Linked DNA regions of Mus musculus: all the other regions are linked to region 2. The links are chromatin contacts, called in public promoter capture Hi-C maps. All regions are on one chromosome and are shown on one strand. Each heading gives the region's core, a stretch centred on a gene start, on an enhancer-like site or on the middle of the called end of the contact. The rest is flanking DNA. Distances are from core to core; before and after follow the strand shown. Region 1 holds the start of Nav1 (neuron navigator 1). Region 2 holds the start of Kdm5b (lysine (K)-specific demethylase 5B). Region 3 holds the start of Golt1a (golgi transport 1A). Region 4 holds the start of Sox13 (SRY (sex determining region Y)-box 13).

Region 1 (5,129 bases), core at 163-2,662, 1.0 Mb after region 2:
GGGAACGGACGTGTATCCAGATGCGCACAGCTGGCTGCCCGCCCGCCTCCCTGGCCCCAGACACTTCTTGCTGCCAGGTCCCCCACACCCGGGGAAATCCGACTCAAGCTCCCACCCGGGATTCACAGAGGAAGTGGAGCCTCAGCCCTGCTCCAAGGACCAACTAGCCCTCACATCTGCTTTCCCCACATCTTTGCTCTAGATCTCCTACCCTAGGCTTCCCTAGCAATGCTGGATGCTGTGTTATTCAGCGCAGACTACTCCTCAGCTGGTGTTTCTACCAACCTCACTGTGGTTTGCCATATTAGGACTCTGGACCTTAAAATTCAAGGGAGCTAATGATTTCTGAGCCCCCCAAGTCCCCCGTCTCCATTGTCCACCCTCACTTCCAACAAGCCACAGCAGAGCCCAGGCTCCCATCAGCGACATCTTTAAGACACACGTTAGCCAGACACAGCTGGAGGTAGGCCAGCTCTGCACATCTGGGCAGTAATACCCCTCCTAACCTGGCCAGTGATCGGTATAGAAGGGAGAAAGGGGGAAAGCAAACCTCTTCCTGCAGCTGGCCAGGAGAAAACCAGGGGCGGGGTGGGGCGGGGCAGCAAGTCTTACCTAGCATCTGGCTGAAGAGTAGCTGTTCTAGGTCGCCCAGCACGGTAACCACAAGCTCGGGGTCCACCTTGAGGAAGGCCCGCTCCTCCTGGCCCTTGGCAGAGGGCACAGTCCCTGAGCCCTTTTGCGCTTTAGCCTTGCTGGAAAGCAGTTCGTCATCCGATTTGCCATCATCGCTTACCGCTGCCTCAGGCGCCTTGCTGAGAGGCTTGACCTCCGCATAGGGTCCCCGAGGAATCCGGCTAGGTTTGCCTAGGCTGGGCGCTAGCGGAGCCAGTGGGGTCTTGGCGCCGCCGGTTGAGCCACCTTTGGGTTGGAAGAGCGAATGCTCAGACTTGGACAGCGTCTTGGACATCAGAGGAGTCTCGCGGCCCTTGGGCCCCAGTTTGCCCAAACCCTTGGGTGCTTTGGCCATATCATCACTCCACTCAGGCTCATACAGCTGCAGCTTTTTCTCGGAGTCCGTGAGAAACGAGAGGTTGGTGAGCGACTTCTGTTTGCGCAGGTTGGAGGTAGGCAGCCCGCCGGGGACACGACTGTCCACGCTGCCGGACTTGAAGACCTTCAGCTCCGCTGCACTGGCCTTGGCCATACTGCCACTGCCTCCTGCCGCCTTGGCGCGCTTGGGCAGCATGCCTCTGCCGTCCGCCGCGGCTGCCTTTCTGCTGGCTCCCCGAGACTCGTCCGCGCCCTCGTCGCCGCCGCTGCCGCTGCCGCCGCTCAGCTCCACCTCGGGCTGCACGCTCTTGACGCTGCTGCCCAGCATTCTGCCTGCGAGGAGCGCATGGACGATCCGCGCGTCTGCAGGCACGGGGCGGGGGAGGGGGCGGTAGTGCCGGGAGAGGAGGGGGCGGAATGGGGGGGAGGACGGAAGAAACCGCGGAGGAAGGGGAGAGGAAGGGGAGGGAGCAAGGGGGCGAGCGGAGGGCGAAAGGGAAAGAAATGCGGAGAAGGAAGCCGGGGAAGAGGAAAAGGCAAGGAAATAGCGGGTTGATGGGGCGGGGTCGAAGGAAAAGGGGCGGGGCGGGGAGAATATAAATTAAAAAATTTAAATCAGTCAAAGGAACGATAGAAGACCAGCGGCTCCATCGAAGCCAGGTCGTGTTGTGATGCTGGGATCTTGTCTCTGTCCCCCGGCTAGCCGATCCGTGCTGCGGGCTGCACACTCCGGGGCAGCGCCCTCTCTCTACTCCTCCTTCCAGCTCGTGGAGAGGCTGCGGGCTGCAGCTCCCAGCGAGAAAGAGGGGAGGGGGAAGGCGGGGAGCAAACAGGAGGAGGGGTGGAGTGTGCGCAAGGGGAGGGAGGTAGGGGAGAGAGTGTGTCTATTTCTGGCTCGGGAGGGGGAGGTGTCTGTGAGCTGAGCCCCGGGGGCACAGAGAGGATCCCACCAGTTTTTCTCCTTGCTTTCTACAGAGAGATGGGGTAGAAGGTTCCCTGCTGCATCTGGAAAAAAGCATGAGTGGAGGAAGGGAGACTTAGGGGTACAGGTAAAGGTCCTGGGAAAGGGTGTCTTTGACCCAGGAGAAAGAGTGGCCCTGTAGGTCTTGGGTAGAAACTGGCAGAGCCTGAGGGAAGCTCTCACAAACCGTTACCTTTGGTTTCCCTCAGAAATTCTTTACCTTTAGTTACCTTTAGTCTCTATGGTGTATTTTGCCCTCCTAAACCCAGAAGGTAAGGGACACAGGACAGAACAGGCTGCTTTAGACAGTGCCTAGGGTTGACAGGGACAGGGACCTGAGGGGTTGAAGCGGCTAACTGTTGGGTGCAGGAGTCCGAGTCACCATTCCACTTGATCACATGACCTTGTCAAAGTCATTGAACCTCTGTTGCTCTTACAATGGTTTTAATCCTAGCTTCCTAGGAAAAGGGGCTTTGGGACACTAAGGACACAGGAGAGTTAGCATAGGTCCCTTGGCAGAGCATTTTTTGTTTTGTTTTGTTTTTTGTTTTTGGAGGCGGGATTTCTCTGTGTAGCCCTGGCTGTCCTGGAACTCACTCTGTAGACCAGGCTGGCCTCGAACTCAGAAATCTGCCTGACTCTGCCTCCCGAGTGCTGGGATTAAAAGCGTGCGCCACCACTGCCCAGCTGCAGAACCAACTGAAGAGATCCTGGATATGTTTGTTCTATCAGCATAGGAGCTCTCCAAGTACCATGCTAGCCCAGAGTAGGTATTAATGACTCAGGCTCTGAGGCCAGATGGCTGGACACTGGGTGCTGGCCAGAGCCAAGGGTACTGACCAGAGCCCTGGGTACTTTAACTTCCATGATGACCCCAGGGCTGGATTGAGATTCTATGAACCTTTCTAGGACAGGGACTGTAGCAGAGAGGCTGTATCTAGTACAGTGCTAGAAATGGGGTTATTGGGCAGAGAGGTGAACTGTGAACTTTTAGCTGACCTTGGAGATCCAGAGAAAGATGGAGAGAGTCTACCCTTAAAGAACTTAATGCCTGACAGGGATACAAGGCAGACAACCCAAGACTCAGGGAGATAACTTTGTCCTTGTGAAAAATGCAATGTCACACACTTATCTCAGGAAGACAGGCATGGATATGTTGTGTTCTAGTTACAGCAGTGGCAAGAGGTGCTGCCTCACAGTGCAGGCAGAGGTCTGGGTGTTGAGATTCACCAGGCAGAGTGCCCTCAAAGGCCCTAAGTCCAGATCTTGGGAAACTCAGAGGTGGAGCCAAGCCTGCAAGTCCATATAGGACACAGAGATTTGAAGCTTGTCAGAGGACTGTTGGGGACTCTCCAGCTAGACTATGAGCTGTCACAGGACACACAAGCACTCATGCTTGTGCCTGAACATAAGCTCCTAGTTCAAGTAAGAGCTGGAATGTCTCTGATCCCACAGATGACTTGTAATAGTGTCACAAACCACTGGGCCTTGGGAATCCTCCTGCTTCAGCCCCCTGAGTGCTAGGATTGTGGGGAAAAAAATCATTTTAAAAGTTCTCATTCTTATTTATCCGCCATTCTGTAATTTACATAATATTTCCCTGACTCCATCACACGGGGATGCTGCTGTCTCTAAAAAATGCAATTTGAAAATCAAAGGGGGCAGGTGGGTGGATTGACCAAGTTCTTGGTTGTTATTGATAGTCCCCCGTCCCCCACCCCGCCCCCAGCATATAGATTCTTCTCCTCTAGTTAACATCCTGACTAAACAACCCCATGTCCATTCACTCATGCCTACTGCTGCAGCCAATACCCCTGGCTGAACCTGATCCTTCCCCTCTGATGGCCATATCTGTAGGGAGGCCTTCAGCACTTTGTGAGGCCCAATTCCATGAGTCCTTCTGTCCATCCGCATTTCCTTTGCTCCGGATGCCCACTGCCCCTGGGACCTGACCTTCCTTCCGCCACGGTGTCTCACTCCCTCACTGTGTCAGCTCAGGTCTTCCTCTTCTCTGTACCCTCTTTGTTCCTCTAGCCTGTCTCTCACGGGATTCCGTATTCCCCAAATCTCAAGTCCCTCCCCTTCGTCCAGTAAACAGCCCCTGAAATTCTGCTTCTCTTTAGAAGAGGACAGACCAGATGAAAGACTTTGGACTGAAATCAGGTTGGTAGCTGTTCTCACCAGAATAGAGGCCCCACCCCTTTCTACCTTCTAAGCCTGGGGTCCCTCTCCCTCCCCCACAGCACGTCACCTGTCGGTTTCTGAGATGTAAAATACTGTCTATGCACAATGTCACAAATTGCCTCACTGCCAGGATCCTTGAGAGCCGTCTTCCTCCTGTCTTTATAGAATCTTCCCGGGGCCAGGTAGCGGTCCCTTACACACCAGCCTGGCATCTTGGAATACTCCAAGGCTCCCTAGCACACCTCTGTCTCACTCTTTCCTATTCTTTTCACATCCCCAGTGTTTCCCAACCGTCCTCTTCTGGAGGGAGGATGCTCTGCTGCCGTGGCAACAGCCATTCTGGCATCTGTCGATAAAGCCGAGATGTACAGAGCATTTCCTCCAGTGATTCCTAAAAAGAGAGGGTTCTGCCATGTCATACTGTTTCAAGATCAGCCCTGAGCCCCTCAGCCTCAGCCATTTCCTCCTTTGCCACCCTGTGAAAATGCCAGGTCTCAAATGGTTTGTTGCATAGAGACCAATGATCCTCAAAGGACTGCAAGATTGGGTGGGGGGGAGTGAGCTGGGCAGACAGAGGGTGCTGATGATGTCAGTGACCTGAGAGCTGGCTCCTGCCAGTTCCTACTGGGAAGGTGGGGAAAGAGGCTGGTTTGGAATCATTTATATCTTCAGTCCCTAGCACTCTTATAGCAAGCTTGACACGCCCATTTTGGTACTGGAATTAGGATGTGCGATTCAACCATGTCTTATTGACTGATAGTTTGAAGCAGTGTAAGGAAGGAAGATGTAGGCACAGCGCCAAGGAAAGGCACGCTGTGGGGACTTTACATTGTCACACTCCTGTGACTGAAAAGGATGTAACACAACACAGGGGTGGTGTGTGGTCTGGGGCTCTGCTTGTTGGGATAGTGTTAGCAGAGCTGAAGAGAAGGCA
Region 2 (5,514 bases), core at 787-3,286:
TTTAGAGGCCAGGTACTTCGATAGAGCTTATTAAAGACTGGGGCTTTTCTCCCCTTCACTGAAAAATGTTTTGTATTTTTTATATTTAAAAAAATTTTTTAAATGTGTGTTGAGCTGAAGGGGTCTGCAACCCTATAGGTGGAACAATATGAACTAACCAGTACCCCCAGAGCTCATGTCTCTAGCTGCATATATATCAGAAGATGACCTAGTTGGCCATCATTGGGAAAAGAGGCCCCTTGGTCTTGCAAACTTTATATGCCCCAGTACAGGGGAATGCCAGGGCCAAGAAGTGGGAGTGGGTGGGTAGGGGAGCAGGGCGGGGGAGGGTATAGGGGACTTTTGGGATAGCATTTGAAATGTAAATGAGGAAAATAATAAAAAAATAAAAAAAATGTGTGTGTTGCTTGTAGGGGCCAGGAGAGACATCAGAGCCTCTGAGGCTGGGGGTGAAGAGGCAGTTGGGAGCTGATGGGCATTGATCTGGAAACTAAGTTTACATCCTCTAAGGCGGAAGCAAATGCCCTTAATCTGCTGAGCCGGCTCTCTCTGTCTTTGATGCGGAAGCTCATTATGCAGGTCTGGCTGGCCTGGAACTTTGTGTAGGATTAAAGGTGTGCGCCACCACATCTAACTTCTAACTCTTTCCATTTTTAAGCTGAAGAACCATGGTCTCTGTGTGATAGGATATATCTGTAATCCCAGCGTTTAAGAGGTAGAGGCAGGAGGATGATCAGGAGATCAGAGTCATCTTTGGCTATGTAGAGAGTTCCAGGCCAGCCTAGGTCACATTAGTCCTATTAAAATCTAAACCCAGAGGCTGAGTGATGGTCTATTCTGAAGGGAGGGCTGTGGAGCCACTGATCCTTCCTTATACAGTGGCAGGCAGTCTTTCCACGAGTTTGGTTGCTTTCTAGATTAAAGAAATCGCCGGGCGGTGGTGGCACACGCCTTTAATCCCAGCACTTGGGAGGCAGAGGCAGGTGGATCTCTGAGTTCGAGGCCAGCCTGGTCTACAAAGTGAGTTCCAGGACAGCCAAGACTATACAGAGAAACCCTGTCTCGAAAAAACAAAACAAAAAAAAAAAAAAAGAAATTATGTTTGTGTTCAAGTTCTACTTATGACCTGACTTTTTCTGGGGCCATCCCCCATCTTTGGATTTCATGGTTACTTAACCTCTCAGCTCTTCCATTGCTTCCTCTGAAACACTCTGATCTCTTTCTTTCCTTCAGACCTGTTGTACCTTTTAGCCTGTTGAAAATCTTTGTAGCAGAGACATCTCAGGCTCAGCCTGTTCAGGGGTGAATACATCTTCCCTAGAACATGCTCATGGATGCTTGTCCCAGGGATGCCATCTGTCAGACCCTTAGTACGCTATTCTTCTGGTCCCGTCCTAGTCTAACTTTTATTTCCTACAATTTCACTTTAACCTATAGCGCTGCTGAATTTATTTAGGCCCCATCATTCCTTGATTGGATTATTTCAAGATGCTTTTGCTCAAGTCCAACCTTGTATATGTGTAGATTTCTGTGCAACAACCCTACTTTCCAGTAAATAGACTGAACTGTTGGATTTGGTCAAATGCTTAATCCCCTCACAGACTAAACAATCCCGAAAAGCACTTGCACTTTACACAGTGTCTAGGATAAGCAAGTGCTCGAAGAGTTATTGCTCTCCTCATTACTCTATGTGTCTGTCCTTGCTGCTCCTTGTGTTCAAGGTGTTTTCTCTACCTGGAGAATCCTCCAATTTCAGTACTCTGCTTCTCGGGTTTTACTAAGCAAATCTTTCGTGCCAAAATATATGACGTGATTGATGGATTGTAACTCTGTTCTCCCTACTAGACTGTTAACTTCTTGAGAGGAAGAATTCTGAAACTTCAGAGGTTAACTGAAGCATTAAGGATAAACATCCCAGGCGGAAGGCCCCTGCCCCTCCCGGCTAGGGGGCGGGGCGAGACCTGGCTCGGGGTGGCAGCAGGGACTTTTTTCCTCGCCGTGGCGGCGGAGGAGCACTGCGTGGGGTAGCGGCAAGACGTCGTCGGAGGAAGGCTGAAAAAGCCCTAGGTGTTGCCGTTGCTAGTAGAAGTCGGACCTGTCGCCCGAGCTGTGCGTCTGCACGGGTTTCGGACGGAGCGGAGCTCGCTGCCGCGGTTGCGGAGCCTGCCCTGTGCTCGCCCCTGCCCAGGTCGCGGTGATGGAGCCGGCCACCACGCTGCCCCCAGGCCCGCGCCCGGCGCTGCCCCTCGGGGGCCCGGGCCCGCTGGGAGAGTTCCTGCCTCCCCCCGAGTGTCCGGTCTTCGAGCCGAGCTGGGAAGAGTTCGCGGACCCCTTCGCTTTCATCCACAAGATCCGGCCCATAGCCGAGCAGACTGGGATCTGTAAGGTGCGGCCGCCGCCGGTGAGTCAGCCAGCACCCCGGATCCTGCTCGCGGCTGGGGGAGGGAGCGAGGACGCGCGGCCCGGGAGGCCGGAGGCGCGGGGGCGGGGAGCGGTCGTCCCGCGGGCCCGGTCAAGTTTGGGGTGGCTCCGAGGGTCGGAGATGCGGCGGTGGGAGGAAGGCGCGGGGGCCCCCGTCCCGGGTGGGATGTGGGCCGTGAGGACCGCGGGCTCCGGCGGGGCGGCCGGAGGGGGCTAGGTCGGTGCGGCTCCGGGGGCTGGTGCGCTGCACCGCCCGGCAGCGGTGCGGGCTGGAGTGGTTGGCAGCCGCCGGGGTGGTCGCTGGGGAGTCCTCCCGAGCCCGGCTGAGACGCGGGCGCGGAGGCAGGGCTCTGGGCCCGCACGGCTCCGTGGCTGGTCCTCGCCTCCTTCTCGGGGTGCGGGGGTGTGTGATGGGTGGGGGTGGGGGACTTGCGAGTTGTCGTGTGAGGAGGAAAGTTTTCAATATGGCGGCGGGAGCCCCTGGTCCTTTGTGTGGTGGCGGCGTCGGCCCGAAGCTGCCCTCACCTGAGCGCCCCACCCTCCGGACCCGGGTCCCCCACCACCACCTGGTCCCTCGGCCTCTGGGAGTCCCCAGGGCGAGCTGGGCCAGGGGGCGGCCGGCGCTACTGGGGGAGGGGAGGAGCCGCTGGGCCGGTCTGGAGCGGCTGGTTGAGTGGTGGTGGGGGTGCAAGGGTCGGGGTGGGGGGACGACACTTTGAGGATGGTGGGGGCAGGCCAAGCGGCGGGGGCCCTGATGCTCGCAGGTCCTGGCGGACGCTCCCACACGGACTTGGGGCCGGACTGCTTTGCTCCCGGCGCGGGGGGGGGGGGGAGGCCTGGCTGGGGCTGAGGTGGAGAGGCTGTGCTTGTAGGGGAGATGTCAGACGAGCTCTTGGAGATTTCATCCTGGTCCCTAGCTTTCCCTACTCGGCCTTCCCGGCGGGGGCTCTAGCGCCTCGAGCTTGGGGGGCTCTGAGGGGTGGGGTGTCCCCAAGACGGCCCTAACGGCTGCAACGTCCGCGGAGAGCCCGGCCCACTCCTTCCCCGTCCCCGTCCCCCTCCCCGTACCCCCTCCCCCCGCAGCCGGAACTGGATGCGCTGCGACACCCCAGGTTTTTCGCCTACCTTTTGGGATGACCTGAGTCTGAGTTGGCCTAAACGACCGTTGGACCGGCCGGGTCGGTTGGAAAGGTTTAACTGCCTTGCCTACCGTTTAAGAATTTTCTATCTTTCCCTGCTCTCAAGTGAAAAAGACCCCCCCCCACGCCTTTTACCCCTTTCTCCCTTAAACTTGCTCTATGTAATGGCATTTTGATTTAGGGGATTGTGTACGTAGACGTTCTAGAAAAGATGTTTGCGAGAGATCCCTGAATAAAGCCTTATCCTTTCACTACCCCCACGAAAGAAAAATTAAAACACAGATACCATATTTTAGTTGCTCTTGGACAACTTTGAAAGCAGAAATGAAATGCCTCAGAAAATAACTGGCCAGGTCAGCTAGTATGGGGGGAAATGTTTGGAAATAGATTCATTTCTTCTGGTGAAATGGACAGAGGCGATGGAAGGTTTCTTTTACTGTAGAGGCCTGCAGAAGTTACACCCTTGCCTGGTTAGACCTAGGGTTTTGATTCTGAAATGTGGACCACGTTTCAAACATTGAGCGATTTAGCTTTATCTTAATGTACCAGGAAAGATGAATGTGACTGTTGCATGCTTGCATTAATGGGATTTTTATCTAGAAATTAGGAAACTTGACAAAGTTATTAGAAACCAAAATCTAAGAGGAGTTAGGATCCTGTGAGTTGCCCTCCATGTTGGCATTGTGGCGCACTAGGACTGGGTAGGTCCTTTTTCTTACCGACTTTGCCTTTTATAGAGCTATTTTCTTCGAAAAATAGTTGCTTTGGTTAGGTTTGGCTACCCATTTCCTCATGTGGGCTAGCAGCTTAATGGCAGCCTTTAGGATTTGTGCATTTGTTTTGCTTTTTCCCATTCTGAATTGTCACACATGATGGCCACCATTTTCTATTGAGACTACTATATACTACAGCCTGAGAGGAGAAGGGGTAAAGAGGAAGAAATAATGTACAAACATAACTGTTTTGGAGCCTCCTTTGTGTGAAGGGGACTTGCTTCCTCCTTTGTTTAACAAACTCCTGTGTCAGTGTGGAAGAGTTTGCCAGTATTTGCTGTTGATAGAACCACAAAAAGAAAACCCAGAAGTTGTAGCTCTTGAACAGAGGGGTCCTGGAACAAAGGCTTCTTAAGAGACCATAAACAGTCTTTGTTTGGGAAATGTTTTGTGTTAGGAAAGCTGGAACAAGTGGTTTCATATAGTTGAAATGTGGCAACAAAAAAAAACCTCTAAGAAATAAGAAATATTTTTTTATGGTGCAGTCTTTTTTTATAATTCCTCTATCTAAATTTCTGTTCATTGAGATTTTGGAACTCTAATGGCAAAATTTGAATGATTTGGAGGTTGTGGTATACTTTTAGGGGGAGAATTATAAAAGCGTTTCTATTTCCTTTTGTTCTTAGCTTTAATTTTTAATTAATAGTACTTGAATAGCATTGGTCTGTACCTAGTGAGGGTCTTAAGCTTCTTTGCTTTTAAAGCTTAGGGTGTTTACATTATTTTGTGTATGAGTACATAAGAGTTAACAGAAATTTGTGGAAATACAAAACAGCAAGGTAGCTGATGAAATGATGAGTCAAGACTGTATGCAAACCAAGTTTAAGACAGTAGCCAGAAGAGTGAGGAGAGCTAGACGTACTTTCCGAGGTGAGACATTGACTTAATTTTACTTGTTTTTTATTTTCTATAAAATGCAAGTATTAAATGTTTAAGTACAAATGTTATTTTCACTGTGTAGTATTTGGCTGCTAAGTAGATATTTTCTTGATTTTTTTTTTTTTCCAATGTGATAGAAGTGTGCGATAGCGTTCAGATACCTAACAGCTGCAGTTAGGCAGAGTCCACAAAATTCTCCTTCCTTAAAGGAATGACCAAAAGTCAGATTTAAATCAAGCCCCAGATGGCACAATAAAGACTTTTTTTTTTTTAAGTTTTTAACTTCTTTTGGTTGTTTTGAA
Region 3 (5,567 bases), core at 1,598-4,097, 1.3 Mb before region 2:
CCCTCCTGCTCACAACATGCATCACTCTTTCCCATGGTGGCCAGTTGAGAAAGCAGCCACAGGCTGAGGTTCAGTCTGGCTGTTCTATGGCCAGACTCCTTCCTCGGGTTGGCCTTGTGGAGGTCCCTCCCCAGGAGGGTGGATGGTGGACTCCCAGCTCCTGTGGCTAGAAAATCAGACCAGGAGTGTCCACTTCAGAGGTCTCTTGTCCCTGCTCCTGGGTGGGCTACATTGGAAGTGATGGAAAAGAGTATTCCTAGCTGATATTTGATATCTTTTGGGAGCAGTTTAAAAGCATAATTTTTAGATATAACAGCCTATTAATAGAAGACTAATAACAACGATAGTAATTTATATAACTATACTAGAATGTTAATAGCAATAACTATCTCATTAGTGCTTATATGATTAATCAGGGTGCCCAGATCAATGCACTGGTATATGCTTCTCAGTAATGCCCGCCGCCCCAGTGTGGTAGGTACTATTCTTAGCTAAGAAACTGAGGTACAGAAATTTTAAATAGAAACCCTAAGGTCTCATGCATGACATTAGAGCTTTCCGGTTTTAATGGCTGTCGTACTGCCCCCTAGTGGGTGTTTAGAAGATTTGCAAGAGAGCCTTTAGCTGGTTCAAGCATGGACAGCAAATCCCTGGCTAGCTTTTTCGTTGTTGCACTGAGCAGCACAAACATCCAAAATAAGACTTGCCTTGGTCCTCGGCAAAGCTCTTTAGAGTGTCAATGCCTGAGCTAAAAAGCGCTTCTCATATAAGCTTATTCAATGTCAATTCATCATACTACTAAAATGTTTGTGTGGGGTTTTAAGCTTTTTAGAATAAGTTTCATAAGCACCTCTGTGAGATTATTGTGAAGAAACTTCAATGGACTGTGACATAGTCTCGAAATTATCAAATAATATGTGTACTGGCAACACATATTATTATTATTATTATTATTATTATTATTATTATAGCAGTTTATAACAGTTCCTGCAATCGAGAGTTCTTTCAGTGTTGTCAGACTGTGTTGCTGAAAAACAAAGACACTGGTTGCAAAGCATCTGCCCAAGGTGAGCAGAGCACCCCAGAATCATTGAAGAGAGTTCTCAAGCCAGTGGCTCTCAACCTGTGGGCCATGACCCCCTCAGGGGTCATACATCAGATATCCCAAATATCAGATATCAACCTGTGGGCCATGACCCCCTCAGGTCATCAGATATACTGAATGTCACATATTTACATTACAATTCCTAACAGTAGCAAACCAACAGTTATGAAGTACCAACAAAACAATTTTATGGTTGGGGGTTCACCACAACATGAGCAGCTGTATTAAAGGGTCGCAACCTGAATTTGGTTTCCAGCACCCACGTCAGACAACTCACAACACCTCTAACTTCAGCTCTAAAGCTTCCTGTTCAACAGGTACCTGCACACACACACACACACACACATGCACGTGCACACACACACATGCATACATATAATTAAAATGAATAATGATAAGCCAGGCATGGTGGCACATGCTGTAATTCCAGCACTCAGAAGGCAGAGTTCAGAAAAATCTTTGTGAGTTCCAGGTCGGCCTCATGTACATATCAAGTCTCAGGACAGCCAGGACTATGTAGTGAGACCTTATCTCAAAAAAAGTACTAAAAACTTTCGTATTTTTCCACTCTTTACATTTTCCCTTAATTTTTAAAGATGTTCCGTTGTATGCAGAGGTCAGAGGACAATTCTGTGGCGTTGGATCCCTCCCTCCAGCTTTATGTGAGTTTTCACAGCGCCTTTATCCTTCAGGCCTGACCCTTTAAACTTAAAGTTTTATATAAACCCTGGTTTCTCTATCTTTGTCTGATGCTATCAGGGGATCCACTCCTGGTTGCCTTTCTTGGGTTCCCTTGCAGGAGCAGCAAGTGGTCCTCAGTGCTGGGCTGGCCCCTGAGGCCCCATCTGCCTCTTCGCCAGGCTTGCAGAACACGGAATGATGTGCCCATGTCTATCTAGCTACTCAGTGGATCGACACAGGTTCCCTATCTATCTCGTCTTCTCCTGAGAACAATTCTCCACCTGCTCAACCTCACCACCCCATCAGGGCACTGCGGGGGCGGGGTGAGATGAGGGACAGGGAGGAACTTGAAGTCTCTGCTGCCTAACTCCACGTGACACCTACACCCTTGGTTTATATAAATCTGACTCCCCTTAGGTCTGATATAAGTTTTACTCATGAGTCTGTGCCCCTAGTATCTCTCACGTGTGCTAGCACAAAACAACAAAATAAATATATAGGCCGGGCATGGTGGCACACGCCTTTAATCCCAGCATTTGGGAGGCAGAGACAGTGGGATTTCTGAGTTCAAGGCCAGCCTGGTCTACAGAGTGAGTTCCAGGACAGCCAGGGCTACACAGAGAAACCCTGTCTCGAAAAACCAAAATAAATAAATAAATAACCAGCACATTTTAAAGCTGGGTGTGGTGACACATGACTTGAATCTCAGCACTGGGGTGGCAAAGGCAAGTGGATCTCTGTGAGTTCAAGGCCAGCCTGGTCTTCATAGTGAGTTCCAGTCTAGGCAGGAGAGATAGTCTTAAAAAAAATAAAAATAAAATCCGAAGGGCCGGGGCGCCATTCCACCTCTCCGAGAAAACCAGCTGTGCCCAGACCCTTGCCTTTCCATTCCCACGTTGTTCAGAGGAGGTGGGCCAGCAAGAACTTTGTGAATGTTAGTTTCAGAACAGGTCTGTACCTTTAAGTAGCCATTTGTGTGGGGAATGTGGGAGGGTGAGAGTTAATGATTTACCTGCGGCTCTGTCCCTGTTGCCAAGGGTCAGCCACCCTGGAACATGCTCAGGCTCGGTCCTCTGGGCTCTCCACTAGCCAGCTGACCAGGAAGGCCCCCCCGTGGACTGAAGCATGATCTCCATCACCGAGTGGCAGAGTGAGTGGCCTGGCTGGCGGGAGCCCGTGGGGCTGTGGAGGGGTCCCCACTAGGGTGAGTGAACACTCGCTCTTCCCAACCTGGTTCTTCTGCTGGGACCTACAGATGTGACCTCTGGAGCCAGCGGTTGGAAGCTGCTCTGTTGGCATCCTCGAAGCAGCAGGGGCGGGGCGGGGCAGGTGTGACCTCTGCCTTGTAGAGGGTGGGGCCACCCGAGGCAAACTCACAGCAGGCCGAAGCCCATCTCACCTATAGTTCTGAGAACTTGGATGCCTCTGCCCATTCAGACATCACCCCAAAACCTCAAGGTCTTTTGTGGCTCTGGGTCTGTATCCTCACCCCAAACATCCCTACTTTTCCTTTAGGGGAATTAGGTAGGAGGTGGCCTGGGAGGAGCCGATTGTCCACAGGGAGGGGAGAGCTAAGGTCTCACTGGCTGAGCTGCTTAGCTTCTGAGCCTGCTTTCTCTCAGTGAATCTATGGTAACATTTGCTTTGTGCCAAGCACTGTGCCAGTACAGACGGGAATATCAAGACTAAGGCAGGCATGCCCTCTGCTTACCTTCTAGCAAGGGAAGGCAGCCATTACCTTAAGAAGTGACTGCCTAGCAGGTCACATAGTAACAAGAGCCAGCCTAACACAAAACTCTTTACTCTTAAAGGGGCCGTGGAGTTTGAAGGATGTGAATGCGTGTGAGGGTATTCATATCCTCTGTCCAGGGAAGGCTTTGTTGCAAAGGGCCATTAATGCAGAGCACTACAGGAAGTGAGAAGGTAGGCTATGCAGCCGTCTGGAGGCAGAATGTTCCAGGAAGAGGAAACAGCCAGCACAAAGGTCCTGAGACATTGCATCTGCGGTGTGCGAGCCCCAACCAAGAGACTGGTGTGGCTGAAACATTATAGGCAGAAAGGTAGCCTATGCTGGACCACTGTATTAGCCCATGCTGGACCAGTGTGTAGACAGCAAAGGTTAGAGCATATGAAAAGCTCATTCTGGCTGCTGAGGTAAAGTAGACTGTAGAGGATGGAGCAGCAATGAAGAGACCCTTCCAAGGCGAGAGAAGACAGGGCCAGGATGTGAGCCGTACAGAGATAGGAAGTGGTCCTGTGGGCCTGTGTGGAGGAATTTTCTGGAGTGGAGATATGGAAGGATAAAAGTTAAGAATATTTCTCTGGTGCCTGGGGAGTGTCCCAGAAAAGAAGCCGAAGTGGGAAGCAGGAGCCAGGTCTGAAGGGGCTGGGCGCCCTTGTCTCAGACATCCTGGATAGACTTCAGGCAGGGAGTTAGAGGGTAAGGGTCTGAACTCCAAGGGACTTGTCCAGAAAGAGAAACATGGAAGTCACCAACACGTAGATAGCTGATGCTTAAAACCAAAAGAGTCCCTAGATCCCAGGGCACAGGCTCTCAGCCTCCCCAGCTCACGCAGCCTTTGGGTGCAGATGTTACTGTTAAGGGAACTGTCCTGGACACTGTGAAATTTTAGCAGTACCTCTGGCCACCCAGCAGGTGACAGCAGTCGACCCTCCCATACCTTGTGACAACCTAAATATCTCCTGACTTACCTCACCCAAACTGCTTCCCCTGCATTCCCACCTTGCAACTGAGGGGGTAAGAAGGAAGAACAGCAGAGCCCTGAGGCAGGGGCATGCTGACATGCTATTAAGCTCATTAGCCTTCAAGTGTGATAATACGCTCTTAGAGGCTGGGACAAGTCCTATGATGCTTGGTCCTGTGAGAGGGAGAAGTGACAAGATTGTTGTCAGAGCACAGGGACAGGCTCCCCTGAGGAGCTGGCATTTAAAGGACACTGTTCCACCTAGGAAACCTCATATGCAAAGGTCCTGGGGCAAGAAAGCGTGGGCATCGTAAGAAGTCAAAGGCAGTGGTGTAAGAGGAGTGGCGGGGCTCGAGAGAAAGTGGAAGATGTCTGAGACCCCCCACCCCATACACATGCCCTGTAAGGCATGTATAGAAAAAGGTCCCTGCTTCATTCCAGTGAGAAGGATGCTATATGATCAGCTGGTACACTTTCGGTCCTAGAGCTCTATGTGGAGGACTGGGGATAGGAGTGGTGACAAGCAGGAAACTAGAAGCTAATGGAGACTGTGTGGGGGAGGGAGGAGGGGAGAGATGAGGATAGCTAGAAGTGACTTGGCAAGAAGGAAGAAGCATGGAGGGTTTTGGATGCTTCTGGAAGCAGCTGCCTGATACCAGATTAGATAGGGTGGGTGGCGGGCGCCTCGAGGGACTTGGCAGGCAGTGGCAGTGGAGATGCTGGAGGCACGGGATAAAGAAAGGAAGGCTGATCACTGTTTGGGACCAGGTGGCGTGCAGACTGCCAGAGAGAAAACCAAGCTGACGGACGGTTAAGCAAGCAGTGGGGTCTCAGGCATCCTGGGCGCGAGAGATAAATGTCGGCATTGTCAGCACACAGGCAAGCATTTAAAAACACAGGAAGGGGTGGGAAAACAGAATGAGGAGATTCAGGAGCTGGGCCCAAGCCCTGAGTGAACCAAATCACAGAAGAAAGTAGGAGCTGGTAAAGGGGGGCGGGGGGGGTACAGCTAGCCGGTGGGGGTGGGGGCGGGGGTGGGAGGCACAGCTAGCGGTGGGGGTGGGAGTGGGAGTTCC
Region 4 (5,287 bases), core at 1,983-4,482, 1.1 Mb before region 2:
ATTGGCATATTCCTTCCACAAGTTTCTGTTAAGGAATGAAGCAGATGTTTTAAACTTTGCATCTGCAAACCGCCTACTTGCAGGACCTTCCCAACACCAAGTTTTCCCACACTGGCCACCCACCCCCAGCCCCCATGCCTGGTAAGGGTCAGAAGGTCAGGGAAGGAAGAAAGGGGTGCCCCTGGATCTCCCCTCCCTGTGCTATGCCGCAATAAAGACAAGAACCTGTGTCTCCCCTACATTCCGAGTAGCCTCTCCAACTGTCACTGTAAAGTTGGAGGTGACAGCTCTCATTTATCTAAGTCTCAGATGCAGTATGCTTGGCAGCCAGGCTAGCTAGGCTAGGTTCTCAAGTGAGCCCCAGCAACAGGAAACAGATCCTACCCTGGGAACAGAACCCTCTAGGGCAGGCAGTCTGCCTGGCCCACCTGACTTCCCCTGAGCCCCAGACACCTGGGATCCTCTTAGTGAAAATCCACCCAGTTCTCTGAGACACAAATGCACATCCAATCCTGGGTCTGCAGCACAGACCAGGGTGTCCAGGGAATACCCTTTCAAAGACATTTCCTTCCTGGGGCTGTTTCCAGGGAGAATGCTACATGGTGTGAAGATTAATTTTTAAGAGGAAAGAAGGAAGGGAAGAAGGAAGGAAAAAAGTACTCAAAAAGGTTGAAGCAGGTAAGTAACAAGAAGGTAAGTTTGGGTAGATCAGAATCCAGAAGAGGTAGGAAGGAGAGTGAGGTCACTTCCTCCCCATAAGTGATAATTACTAAAATCGATCAAACGGACACAATCACAAAGATTGTGGGCTCTATACACGGTCCTTTAAATTATAATGGCCCAGGTTGGAGATACTGCTCCGTGGTAGTCACTTCCCCAGTATGAACTAGGCCCTGGGCTTGATAATACTGTTATTACAGTAAGGACAATAGCTAGCTGGGCATGGTGTCTGTGCCTTTAATCCCAGCACTCAGGAGACAGAGGCAGAAGAATCTGAGTTCGAGGCCAGCCTGGTCTACAAAACAAGTCCCAGAGCGGCCAGAGCTACGCAGAGACCCTGTATTGGAAAACAAACTAATAGTAACAACAATAATAGACGTAAATATGATTAGTAATAAGAAACAACAGCTAACTTCCCAAATGCACACACTGAATACAGTACCCAAGATTTCCTGCATGTTGAGCTAGAGCTCTTCCACTAAGTTACATCCCGACAACAAAAGCTAACAGTTGCCGAGCATTTATTTACTTTGTGCCGCATGGCGCTGAGATTGCCTTTAGACTTTTCATCCTTAAGACCACCCCCACGAGGTGGCCACTGTCAGAATTTAACCTCACTATACAGATAAGTAACCTGAGCAAGGGAGGTGGGTCAAATTGCCTTCGGTGGCACCACCAGCGGCTGCACTACTGTACAACTCCAGCTTAGCTTCCTGGTTCTAACTACAAGGCTATCTGGCGTTCCGTGGTACAGGCCTTCCAAACCAGCATCCTTCAAACCATCAACATACACCAGCTTCAAAGATAGAAGCACAGATCCGCCCTTTTTTTAAACTGAGAAAGTACAGGCGATGTTTGGACATCGCCAGGATCAAGCGACCCATCTCGGTCAAGAACAAGACCCAAGTGTGTTGAATCTAGCACACAGTGAGGGACTTCCTACCGCATCAAGAAGTTGGAAACAGGGTCTCTGGGAACCTTGCTCGGAGTGGCAGCATCACTGACTGACTGCCTTAGGTCAGACCCCTCTGCCAGCGCCAGCGCTAAGGCGCCGGGCCCGGAAATTCCCACAGAGCTAAAGCAAACTTCCCAGGAAAACTCCTCAGTTTCCTCTAAGCTCTTGTCACGGAGATGCTGCCAAGAGCGCCAGCTGCTGGGGACCCTCCCAGGCTAGAGCCACCGCTCAAGCGCCCGGGGTCCTCCCGGAATGATCCAAGGCTGAAGTTCAAAATTCACGTCCAGCCCAAGCCGGACCCCCGGCCTCGCCAAGGACTCTGGGACAGCTCCCACTCTCCGTGCCTTTCCCCCCCCAGCTTCAAGTAATGAGGCACCTCCTGCCAGGACATGTAGGTTGGTTGCGGGGAGATCCCGCGGGCGACCCTAGAGCTCCTGGGGAATCTGAGCAGCCGCAGCTGGCGCGTGCAAACACACGCACGCACACACACACACACTCGCGTGAGTGTGTGTTTACGTACCGAACGTGGGATGGGAAAACAATGGCGAACCGCTGGGACTACGCGACCACCCCCCACCCCCATCCCATCAGTCCTGTGATCAATTTATTTCTACAGTGAAAGGGGCTGAAAGGCGCTTCTCCGACACTCCACCGTGGGACGCAGGGGTGGCAAGGGGCAGGCTGGAGTGAAGAGCAGCAAGGGCTGAAAAAATGGGAGGCGGCGCCCGGCTGGTCCGCGGGGAATGAACCGGAGCCGTGGGAAGGGCGCGCGCTGAACCCCGGCTGCCCAATGCACCCCGGGACCGGAGCTCCGCGTTGCGGGTACCCGAGCCCCACGTGGGGCTCGCACGGGGACATCTAAGCTCAGGCTGGGAGTGCTTAAACTGGGAGCGTTGGTCAGGCTGGGGCGAAAGACCTAAGGCCGGCGGGTCGCAAAGGGCGGGCGGGTAGAGGACCCCCGAAGCCCGGCTCGCGTGGCGCGCGCACGCCACCCCCAACGGCCTGTAGCCACTGCCCTCCAAAAGGACGCGGGATCAGCGCGGCGCCACCGGCCGGCGTTGTGAGGGGTCTGGTAGGATCGGCTCCGCCTGGCAAAAACTTTGCCCAAGATGGAAAGTCGCGCGGCAGAGAGCCAGCGTGTCCCTAGGAACGCGGGGGCGCGCGTGTCAAACTTCGCGAGGCTGGGGTGATGGGGCGCGCGGCGCGAAGGGGCGCACTTACTAATCGGTCGGGCGCGGGCCCGGGGTCGCAACTCCGCGCTCCGGCTTCTGCTCAGTGCGTCCCGGCAGCCAGCAGCCTGGCCTTCCCGCTCACATGCCCCGGCAACGCGGCGGGCAGCGGGCCGGGGCGGCGCGGCCGGGCGGAGGCACGCCCCCCGCCGTGGGCTGGAAGCGCTCAGGACCCGCGGCCCGCCGGGCTCCGCTGGCCACGGTCGCCGAGCTGAGGACGGGTCGGGCGGCGCCCTCCTCCGAGCCAGGCCGCTCGGCACTCTGCCCTCTGCCCCCGGCTGGCCGCCGCCGTGTTCCCTTCCGCAGTCCGGCTCCCGGACTCGCGGCCGCTGCGCCCGCCAGGCCGGCGGGCAGTGCGCTCTGCTCCTCCGCGCAGCTCCGAGCCCGCTGGGTCCAAAGCCAGGGCCTCCGAAGCTGAGCGCGCCGCCTCGGCCTTCGACCTCCGCCGGCCGCTCCGGAGCTCGGCTTCCAGGAGCCGCGCTCGTACACTTCAGTTCCCAGGCGGGACTGGAGCAGGGCGCTCGCCGCTCGCTTCTGCGAAAGCCACTCCGACAGCCTCCGAGGAGAAAGAGGGAGGGAGGGAGGGAGGGCGCGAGCGGGCGGGGGAGGAGGGAGGGTGTGGAGATGGAGGAGGGAGGGACAGAGCTTCCTCCTCCTCCTCCTCCTCCTCCTCCTCCTCCTCCTCCTCCTCCTCCTCCTCCTCCTCCTCCTCCTCCTCCTCCTCCTCCCAGCAGCTGGTCCAGCCAGGCCTCAACAGCTGGAGACCTGTGCTGGGAAGGGGACAGCAGAGGTTCTCCAGAGTGAGACCTGTGGAGATGTAGTGACCCACTGGATAGAGAAAATAGGGGGAGGAAGGTGAATTCTGCCTAGTCCCCTCGACCCAGGTTTGAGAGTTACTATGGGGAATTTTCATTCCTTTTAACAAGTCCAGTTCACAGCCTCCTCCAGAGACCCGAGATTGAACTTTATTTTTCTCACTGGTAAATCAGACTGGCCTCGAACTCACAGAAACCTGCTTGGCTCTGCCTCCAGGGTGCTAGGATTAAAGGCATGCTCCTTGAGAACTGCCCTTGGAGCTGGGAGTGGCTCATGCCTATAATACCTGGGAAGCTGAGGCAGGAGGATCTCAATTTGAAACCAACCTGAGGGCAAGGAGAGACCTGCTTTGATGCGATCAGATCTCTGACAGCTTCCTAATGTCTAGCCACTCCCTAGCCCTGTCCTTTTTAGAATTTCTCCAACAAGTCCTTCCTTTCTTCCTGCCCCGTTTAGGAGGAAGGTTTGTTTGAAGAAGGGTTTCTCCTCATTCGGCCCATCTATTAAATGTCTACACCAAACCTGACCCAAGCAGATGCCAGGGATCACCAAGATGAATGACACAGTGGCAGCCCTTTCTGGATTCCCATGTTGTGAAGACTCTAATTCTACAAAGTGCTAGAGCCATAGGGTCTACCAAGGATGCTAAGCTATGGGGACTTGGATCAGAGTCTCCTTAGAAAGGCCACAGTTTGAAGTACGTCTTGAAGACCTGTGGGAGCAGGGCTGGTTGAAGGAACGCCCATTGTGGGACTGTATGACCCTCTCCCTCTCGAGTGGTGGCCAAGCAGGAAGCTTCCACAGGATGCATGCATTTCATCAGTCCCTGCTTCCCTGCCTGGGTGACAACTCTTCCATAGTCTTCTGTCTTTTGGGTCTCTGTCTGGTACCAGCTTCTCAGGCAATCTTTGAGGATCAAATCATGGCCAGGAGCTCCATCCATGGGCTCTGAGAACCCCACAGGTCATTTGCCTGTCTACACTGTGACATTGAGATGGTAAACTCTTTGGGACAGGGAGGGATGTGCCTCTTGTTCATGGTTAGATCCTATGTGTCTAGATGGGACTTGGCAAAGAGGAGGCCCATAATACATTCGTGTTTATCAGTTAGCTCTTTACAAAGAAAGGGGTTCTAAGCAGGGCTCTGGTGCAATCAGTGTAGCTGAGGTACAGAGGTTGGCCAATGAGGAGCTTCAGAAGGAAGGATGAAGACCTGAGCCAAGGTAGGGCTAGAGTGTGGGAAAGCAGATGGGAAAGGCCAATGGTAACTGTTGAGGGTATGGTTTTAGGGAGACTGGGTGGGATCATTTCAGAAGCCAGGAAAGAATTATCCAAGGGCCACCTTCTTTCTCTCCTCCCAGACAGCATGTCTGTGCACCCATATCTTGTGGTTTCCCTCTGGCCCCTGGTCAGCTTCAGTGGTGCACTTCTCTGTGGGCCCCTCCCTGTCCCTGCCATTAGCTACAGCAGATGGAGACAGACAAGAATGGAGTTTGAACTGGGTGTGCAGTTACTCTCCTTTAACCCCAGCCTCAGGAAGCAGAGGCAGGTAGATCTCTATGAGTTTG

Evidence for each region. Promoter capture Hi-C pulls out the DNA fragments that hold promoters and counts their contacts.
Region 1: a contact with region 2 is called in a promoter capture Hi-C map of neural stem cells. The contact joins the promoter of Nav1 here to the promoter of Kdm5b in region 2. A contact is called at or near these places in 2 of 39 promoter capture datasets (cranial neural crest and neural stem cells).
Region 3: a promoter capture Hi-C map of liver shows a contact between it and region 2, with 3 times the contacts expected there. The contact joins the promoter of Golt1a here to the promoter of Kdm5b in region 2. A contact is called at or near these places in 2 of 39 promoter capture datasets (the C10 cell line and liver).
Region 4: a promoter capture Hi-C map of liver shows a contact between it and region 2, with 2.1 times the contacts expected there. The contact joins the promoter of Sox13 here to the promoter of Kdm5b in region 2.

Annotation. Positions count from the first base shown.
Region 1 is chr1:135,583,943-135,589,071 of GRCm38.p6, forward strand. Nav1 (neuron navigator 1) reads right to left here and starts at 1,413. Exons shown (of 30, transcript NM_173437.2): 1 at 613-1,413. The coding sequence starts at 1,378.
Region 2 is chr1:134,558,142-134,563,655 of GRCm38.p6, forward strand. Kdm5b (lysine (K)-specific demethylase 5B) reads left to right here and starts at 2,037. Exons shown (of 27, transcript NM_152895.2): 1 at 2,037-2,401. The coding sequence starts at 2,198. It also overlaps a transcript of Mgat4e not described here.
Region 3 is chr1:133,306,976-133,312,542 of GRCm38.p6, forward strand. Golt1a (golgi transport 1A) reads left to right here and starts at 2,848. Exons shown (of 5, transcript NM_026680.4): 1 at 2,848-2,936. The coding sequence starts at 2,912.
Region 4 is chr1:133,420,980-133,426,266 of GRCm38.p6, forward strand. Sox13 (SRY (sex determining region Y)-box 13) reads right to left here and starts at 3,233. Exons shown (of 14, transcript NM_011439.2): 1 at 2,897-3,233.